Linked DNA regions of Sus scrofa: region 1 is linked to region 2. The links are chromatin contacts, called in public Hi-C maps. All regions are on one chromosome and are shown on one strand. The core of a region is the stretch at or near the end of the contact, and the rest is flanking DNA. Distances in the headings are between cores, read along the strand shown. Region 1 holds the start of KIRREL (kin of IRRE-like protein 1). Region 2 has its middle 49 kb from the start of CD1D.

Region 1 (4,225 bases), core at 686-3,185, 140 kb after region 2:
AGGGGAGGGGTCCAGCATAACACCCCACCCCTAAACACACACCCACCAGCCCAGGAAGGGGATTGAGAGCAGGGCTAACCTGTCCAAGCTAACTTCCTTCTTCCTGGATTCCCACGGCCCCACCACCCCAAAAAAGGAGACCACCTCCTCCATTTTGTAGTCTGTACATCTCCATAGGTGTCTGCCTATATGAATGTCTCTTCAAGTTTCTTTGTTTGCTGGAGGGTTAGGTATCTGTAGCTGGGTTTCAGTGTGTGTGTGTGTGTGTGTGTGTGTGGTGTCCTTGTAAATGCCTGCCTGCATACATGTACTGTGTCTGTGAGTTTTGATGTGTTTGGGTGCATGAATGTGCACGCATGTGCCGATAAGGGGGAGGAACCTGTCTTCCTCAGATGTGTCAGTGTCTTTGTGTATATGTGTCTGTCTCCGTGTGGGGGATGCTCGCGGGTATGTCTGTCTCCATAGGTGAATAGTCTGTCTCAGTGTCTATGACTGGTTTTGGGTGTTTGTGTGTCAATTTCTGTGTGTCAGCTCCATTTGCGGGGCGGGGAGGGAGAAGGGGGAGCTAGCTCAGCAGGATTAAATCTTCCTTAGAGTCAGCCCCAGGAGACAAAAATCCACTCCCACAGACCCCAGTCTTGGCTGGAGTCTGGGCCCTGGATTTCTTCAGTTCCCCTGGCGGCCGCACGCGTCCCCTCCAGCCCAGCCTCAGGACACACTAACATTCTCATCCCCCTCCACCTCCCAGCCTCTCCCCTGCCAGTCCCAAAAAGAGCCCCGGCCATCCCCACTTTCCTGACCCCAAGTGGGGTGTTAGTTCCCCTGCAGGTGCCCCTTTCCATATCGCGCGGGCCTGAAGCTGCCTTTGGAACTCCGCTCCCGAGCCGGAGCCTCCGCGGGCAGGGGTTCAAATCCCCACCAGAGGCCCGGAGGCAACCCTCCCTTCCCCTGGAGGGGGCAGCCCCAGGCAGTCAGGAGCCGCGGCTCAGGCTCAGAACCCCCACCCCCACCCCGCCCCAGGGGTTCGGCTGGATGGAGGACAGGGATTCCCTCAGCTCCATCTTCCGGAGCAGGGGGTCCTCGGCTTTCCGCGCACCGCGCACCGCGCACCTCCCACCTCCCAGCATCTGAAATCCCACCCTCTCCGCAGCCTTCCCCCGGCCAGGACCCAGGCGTCCGGACTCCTGGCCTCAGAGGGTGGAGGCAGGCAGGGCTGCCAGAGGCTCCGGAAAAGACTTGGAGCCTCCGGATCCCTTTTCCACTCCGACCCCCGGCCCCCGCGGCCCCGATTCTCCGTTCTCCCGCGCAGCCAGAGGAAACAACTTGGGCAAATCAACGGAAAACTCCTCCGCGCCGGGCCCCGTTACTCCGCGCCCCCTCCCCCGGGACTCCGCGCTGGGCCCCAGCCCCCGCCTCGTGGCGTCTCCGACCGCCGGGACCTGCCGCGGGCCGCCCCCCCCCCAGTGCTCCCCACGGCGGGGGCGCAGAGCCCGGCCGGGGGGGTGGGGGTGGGAGCCGAGGGCAGCCGCGGGCGGGGGGCCCTTACCTTGGGAGAAAGTATCGGAGAGAGTGAGGATCCAGACGAGGAGGCTCAGCATGCTGTCCGCCCGCCGTGCGCCCGCCCGCGGCTGGGGCCCGGAGTTGGCGAGGGAGCGAGAGGAGCGGGCTGCGGAGGAGGGGAGCCCGGGAGCCCGCCCCCCACCGCCCGCGCCCGCCCCTACACACTCACACGCACACTCACTCGCGCGCACAAACTCACTTCCCTTCCCTCCGCTTCTCTTTATCTCTCTTTCCTCCCGGTCCCGTCCCTCTCCGTCTCCCCACCTCTCTCTCCCTCTTCTCTCTCTCCGCCCCCCTCTGTCCTTCCCCTCTCCCCTTTATTATTTCTCGCCTCTAGCTTTATCTCTCGGGGTCTCTTTCGGTCTCTGCTCTCCCTTTCTCTCCCCTTCTCTTCCTTCCCTCTCTCCCTCCTCTGTCCCTCCTCCTGACGTCTACTCTCCCTCCGACGGCGCCTCCCTCCACAGCCCTCCCCCCCCGCTCCCCCCACCGTGCGCGCGCGCGTACACACACACACACACACACTCACTCACACCCCTCGCTGGAACTGAGATGGACAGAGACCAAAAGAGAAAGCGGTGGAGGGCAAAAGGGGTAATGAACGTGACAGTCGCGGGCGCTGGGACGGCCGGATCCCTGCCCACCCGCACCTCCCCCCCATTTATATACACAACCTTAGTCCCGGGCTACGGAGCTAGGCATCAGATTGGGGAGGCGGGGCATGGGCTGAGGACGAGCCTTTAGCCCAGGGAATGACTGTGATGGGAAGGGTGTGTGAGTGTTTGTGTGTGTTTGGGTGTGTGTAAGCGTGTATGGGAGAGGAGGGGGTGGGCAGGCGCTGGTTCATGGAATCGAAAAGCATCAAATCTTTTTTTTATTTGTCAATTCCACACCCAGAATCTAACCCCTAGATCCCCCAAATTGGGAATTCTCAAAAGACTCATGAAGGTTAGGGGTGGAGAGGGATACACACTTCTTCCCACCTCCAAACCCCAAAGCTGGAGAATCCTAGAATTCTTGGACCTGCCCAGAGCCCCTGCCTCGGGGCCTCGCCGAGCACACAGTGGGACCAGACTGGGTTGGAGTCCTCAGCTGACTGGGGAGAGGCACAGTGGACTCCTGCCTTTGTTTATCTTGGGCACCTACCCATCCAGAGGAGAAAGGAGCCAACTGGAAGGCTTCAGAGGCCAAGGAGAGGGCAGCCACACGAAGATCTCCAAGCATAGAGTTGGAGATCCTTTGGGGTGGAGAGAGCTGGCTACAGGGAAGGGAGAGAAGTCCTAGTGAGAGGGATGAGGGCTTTCAGGAAGGGTTTCCTCTTTCTTAAAGGGCTCAGCTTAACACACAACCTCTCTCCCAAACTCCTTGATTCTGCATCTCACAGGGTTGGGGATGCTTGACCGCTGGGTCCTAGGGAGTGAGCTGAGGAGAAATAACAGAAATTGTACAGGAATTGCACAACTTTACAGTATTGTATTGGTCTGGAGAGGTCTCCTCTTCTTTCCTCCCAGATTCCTGGGTCCCTAACTCTACCCGCCAAGATTTCTGGATTTCAGCCCCGGAGCAAAGGCGCATGGCTCTCTGGTGCCCCCTGCTGGTTATATGCTGTTACAACACCTTCCACAGATTCTGACGCCAGCCTGAATGGTCCAAGCACATCCACATGTAGAGGACACAGAAACACAGACAGAAAAACACAAAAACTCATATTCAGAAACACACTATGCACAGACCCAGAGAGTCCTCCATATATTCAAAACCACATATGTACAGGCTAACAGACGGTTTAAAAACAAAGAGCATTCCTAACCCAGAGAAATGGGAATATAATCACAAATTCCTACAAACAGCCACACACCAACGTGCAGATACATAAGGGTTTTCCATTTACTCATCCATTAATCATGAATTCCGCAGATATTTCTTCAGTGTCTGCTCATGTTCAATCACAATTCTAGGCCTCGAAGATATAACAGTGAAAATAGATTTTTTCCCCTTTTTTCCTTTTCCTTTTCTTTTTCCTTTTCTTTTTTTTTTTTTTTTTTTTTTTTTTTACTATTTAAACAAAATCCTTTCCTCAGAGTGTTCCATTCTGGAGAGCAGGAAGAGGCAGCAGAAAAATATAAAATACACCAGGTTGTAGTAAATGCCATGAGAGACCAACAAAGCAGGATGCAGTGAGTAGGGAATGAAAGAGTGGGAGAAACTAATACTCTTACAGGTAGTCAGGGAAAACTGTTCTGCTAAAGTAACATTTTAGCAGAGGCCTGAAGGGATTGAGAGATGCAGGTGTTCAGGCATCTGAGGGGAGCATGTAGCAGGTACCCTACAAGTGTCCTGAGGGAGGGGTGTTCTTAGAGTATCAGTGAGACAGCCTTGTCCCTGTTCATTCTGCACAAAGGTGCAGAAGGAGGCCCGTGGGGATATGATTTAGGAAAATGTTTAGAAGAAAAAGTCCAGAGAAATGGAAGAGAATATTCTTAGCATAGTGAGTATTTTTTGCACACTGTCCAGCTTCTGCTATTCAGGTTGGATGGTGATTCTCTGTGTGAGGAGGGACAAGGTTATCCAAGCTTTTCCTTCCCCTTGGCCTCTTATCTCACCTAGAAACCCTAGCAACAGAGAAGCTAAATTTCTCTAGATCCTTGGCAGACAAAGCAGCAATCTC
Region 2 (4,170 bases), core at 1,165-3,664:
TTAACCACTGCGCCACGACGGGAACTCCCCTGAATTGTACTTTTTAATTCACACTAACTTGTATCTCAGTCAATTGCTTCTACTCCTTTTTTTTTTTTTTTTTTTTAGGGCTGTACCCTTGGCATATGGAAGTTCCCAAGCTAGGGGTCTAATCAGAGCTACAGCTGCCAGCTTACATAACAGCCACAGCAATGCCAGATTGAAGCCACCTCTGCGTGTGCAACCTCCACCACAGCTCATGGCAAATTGGAGCTACAGCTGCCAGCCTACACACCACAGCCATAACAACTCGGGATATGAGCCGTGTCTGGAATTTACGCCACAATTCATGGCAATGCTGGATTCCCGACCACTGAGTGAGGCCAGGGGTTGAACCAGCATCCTCATGGATACTAGTCGGATTTGTTTCCACTGCGCCACAATGGGGACTCCTCTAAGTGATTTTAGTATTCCTCTACTGCCAGCCCCAGTAGGATTAGCCATGCCTGTGCTTCTGGCACTAATAGAAATCAAGATGCTTCCATATTCTAGCAGCTGCTGCAGATGTCTTGAAATATCATTTACACTCATCACAACTTGGAAATTATGGTAGTTATTAGATCTGCTGCTAGATCTGGTTATCGAATGCACTGTTAAAGAAGGTGGTAGATTACTCTGTCACGAAAGTGGTTTTTTGACTCTTTCAAAAACAGTATTTCAGTACAATTGGCTTGCTTTGTAATCCTCTGTAATTCAAGGTATGCCTTTGGGGACATTGTGAGAAGGAGCCCACAGGTTTCCCTGGATCGCCAGAAGGGTTCTGCGCACAGGAAGCATCGGGACCCCTCACCCAAAATGTTCCTCTGAGTTCTCAAGGCATCTGTGTCCATCCAGGCTCCTAGCACTAAGCTCCCTGCATGCTGCATGCTGAGGGATACAGAAGAGAGGGCAGGAGGGCGAGGTACCTCATTTCTCCAACCCCTGCAAATCTTGTTTGTTTAACTCTCAAAATGATTCAGAAAAAAATGACCCTATTATGCATAGTAAAAGTTTTTGGGGGCTGGGCCCCCAGCATGTGGAAGTTCCTGCGCCAGGGATTGAACCAAACTGCTACAGTGACAATGCCAGAATTTTAACCCACTGTACCAGCAGAGAACTCCATTGAAGAAGAAACAAAAGCTCATGCAAGAAATGAACAGCAGCCCACTCCCTGCTCCTCTGCCTTCAATGGCTAGAGCTCCATGGAGCCTCACCCCCATATTAGCGAAGAGCTGCCTTCAGGTCAAGCACCACCAGCTGTGTGACTGAGAGCAGGTTACTTGCCTTCTCTGGTCTCCAAGTCCCCATCTCCACAGTGGGGATAAAAACACCCATTACCCAGGATTTCTTTGTGGGGCTCGATGAAACAACATGTGTAGAGAGCTTAGCATGCTGCCTGGACCTGCCGGCTGTACAGTGGCTCCCACTGCTGTCACAGAGAAGGGACTCAGCCATTTCATCGGGGTTGCCTAACAGTCCAGTTTAGAAATTACACGCAACTCTAAGGCCTTTCTCCCACCTGCAACTCCTCTCGTCAGAAATGGCCAAGAATTTTTTGTCTTTCCTCTTTTTTTTTTTTTTTTTTTTTTTTGCCTTTTCTAGGGCCGCACCCACGGCATACGGAGGTTCCCAGGCCAGGGGTCTAATTGGAACTGTTGCTGCCAAGCCTACACCAGAGCCACGGCAACGCAGGATCCGAGCCGCATCTGCAACCTACACCACAGCTCACGGCAAAGCCGGACCCTTAACCCACTGAGCAAGGCCAGGGATAGAACCCACAACCTCATGGTTCTTAGTCGGATTGGTTAACCACTGAGCCACGACGGGAACTCCAGTGGCCATGAATTTTTTCCTTTTCTTTCTTTCTCAGCATCTCTGACTTCATAGAGGCCAAATGGACCTCCCCCTCTTACCAATGAGGAACTCGGGCTGAAGAGATGAAAGCGTACATGTCAGGGCCAGGAGGAGGGAGGGTGGGTGTCCGGCGGCTGCCATGCAGGCATCAAGCAGTCCTGGGCTCGCCGGGGTAGAGCTTTGCTCCCAGAGCTGAGCCTGCTGGGGCCGGAGGGCAAGATCGTGCCATCCGTGTCTCCGTGTGCATGTGTGCAATTTATTTTCTTGCATGGTTGGGGGGAGGTGGCTGAGGCTTCACAAGCTGTACCTGACAGATAATTACGCAAAGACAAATTGTGCCCTGCCTTACCCTTCTCCCAGTCTGGCAACCTCCGGACTCTGCGGGTGGTGAGGGGAGGGGGTGCAGGGGCGGGGGGCCTGGGACGGCAGGAGGGGGGGAGGTGCTGGGCCCGGCTGACCCATTACTCATCCACAGCTGGGCAGACAGTGGAACCAGGAGGGACTAGGGCGGGCTCTGGCTGAAGCGCCAAGGCTTTTCTGGCCATGTAGCGGCTCTCTTAGATGATGACAGATGCAGGAAGATCCGGCGCCTTCCCGGTGCCTGGTCCAAAGCTAGCCGCTGCGGGAGGCCGGAGCCTCCAGAAGCCAGAGCCTCCCTGGGATTGTGCCCACCAGGCACAGGGGGCTCGGCTGCGCCCCCTGGAGGAGAAGCCGACCAGAGCCTGGAGGGGTTCCAACGGCTGCCCCTGGTTCTGCTCTGAAAGCGGATGGGAATACCAGTTTCTCACGGGGTGGGGGTGGCGGTTGCCTCCCTATCTCCCAGATTCCTGCTTGCCCTCTCCCCACTTCCACCATCTTCCCCTTTTTCCTTCCCTTTCCGATTAAAACCTTTTCTATTGCAGGACAGGATTTTTTTTTTAATGTTCCCAGGAGAAAACATAGAAGATGGTGTAATATAGCCTAGGAACCTCCTACATTTTCTAAAAAAATTAAAATGGTAGTGATTTTCATTGTAATCTTGAATTTATAATTATTTTATGTTGACCAGCATGGAAGCTAATAAAAATAAATCAAACCTATGAACATATTAAGCTTTTTTTTTTTTTTTTAAGAAAGAGAAAAACAGACTGCTCAAGCCCAGGGAAGCTACGAGTCTAGTTTTAAATTCTCCCAAGGCTGAGGGAGAGCCTCGACTCCCTCGTCAATAAAATTGAAAAAATATTGTCTTCCTCAGATGAGTCTTGCTTGGCGCCAGGCAGGCTACTTTGTTCAGTTATTCATTCGTGGAGCATCTGCTGAGCACCAGTGAATGGTCTGGCACTGGGTGTGACATAGTTTGGTCTGTAGCACCCAAGAGCAGAGCAGGATCTGTAAGGGTCCTCTGGGAAGCCCACCAAGGCAGGGTGATTGATGTTCTCCACTGAGGGTCAGGGAAAAGCTTCCGTGAGGAGGCTTCTGTGATCTATAGTTTTCAGAGGTCCCACTGTGGCTCAGCGGGTTAAAAACCCGACTGGTATCCATGAGGATGAAGGTTCGAGCCCCAGCCTTGCTCAGCGAGTTAAAGGATCATCATTGAGCATGAGCTTCGGTGCAGGTCACAGACATGGCTTGGATCCCGAGTTGCTGCACCTGTGGTGTAGGCCGGCAGCTGCTGCTCCGATTCAGCCTCCAGCCTGGGAACTTCCATATGCTGCAACTTTCATATGCTGCAAGTGTAGCCCTAAAAAAGCAAGAAAAAAAAAAGTTTTCTCTTGGGCCACGTTCTTTAACCAGAGCTCAGCCTCCTTGGCCCTGCAGAACAGATCACTATCTGCCACAATCCTCCTCCCGCTGTATCTGTATAGTGTATCTCAGTCTCTTGTTCATTCTTCCCTGCAGCCTTCTCTGAAACCCCAGGGGAGATCAGCAGCCCCTTCATCACCCCATCTCACAGTGAAATTACCTGTCATTGCATCTGCTCCCCCACCCAAGGCCGAGACTGGCTCTTCCTTCCCCAGCCACCGGCCCCACAATGCCCAGAGCAGGCACACGACTATTACTGAGCTGAGCTGGCCTCTCCTTCCGGGATCCACCTCCGTCTGACCCTGATATTCCCCTACCTCTTCCTCCTTCTCCTCCTCCATTTGGCTTCTGCTCGCCCTCCTCTCTCCCTCCCTGCATGGCGCCTCCTCCCCACTCCTTTGTTCTCTTTCCTAAGATCTGTAACTGAGGAAAGGTTCCTCCTCCTTGTCAGGCCCATTCATTCTCCTCCTGCCAGGCTGCCTGGGCCGGCTGGATTTGTTATCACTCCTCTCCCCG

What was found. A called contact is a pair of places that touch in the nucleus more often than the background predicts.
Region 1: a Hi-C map of undifferentiated spermatogonia shows a contact between it and region 2, with 2.4 times the contacts expected there. A contact is called at or near these places in 2 of 5 promoter capture datasets (fetal liver and liver), 13 of 47 Hi-C or Micro-C datasets (blood, brain, embryonic fibroblasts and 9 more) and 1 of 2 datasets of targeted methods (skeletal muscle).

What each region holds. Positions count from the first base shown.
Region 1 is chr4:92,288,952-92,293,176 of Sscrofa11.1, forward strand. KIRREL (kin of IRRE-like protein 1) reads right to left here and starts at 1,936. Exons shown (of 15, transcript XM_013996914.2): 1 at 1,547-1,936. The coding sequence starts at 1,598. It overlaps LOC106510123 (a long non-coding RNA gene), which reads right to left. Exons shown (of 5, transcript XR_002343388.1): 5 at 2,369-3,197.
Region 2 is chr4:92,148,362-92,152,531 of Sscrofa11.1, forward strand. No RefSeq gene overlaps it. Among named protein-coding and RNA genes, the nearest start is that of CD1D, 49 kb to the left of the region's middle.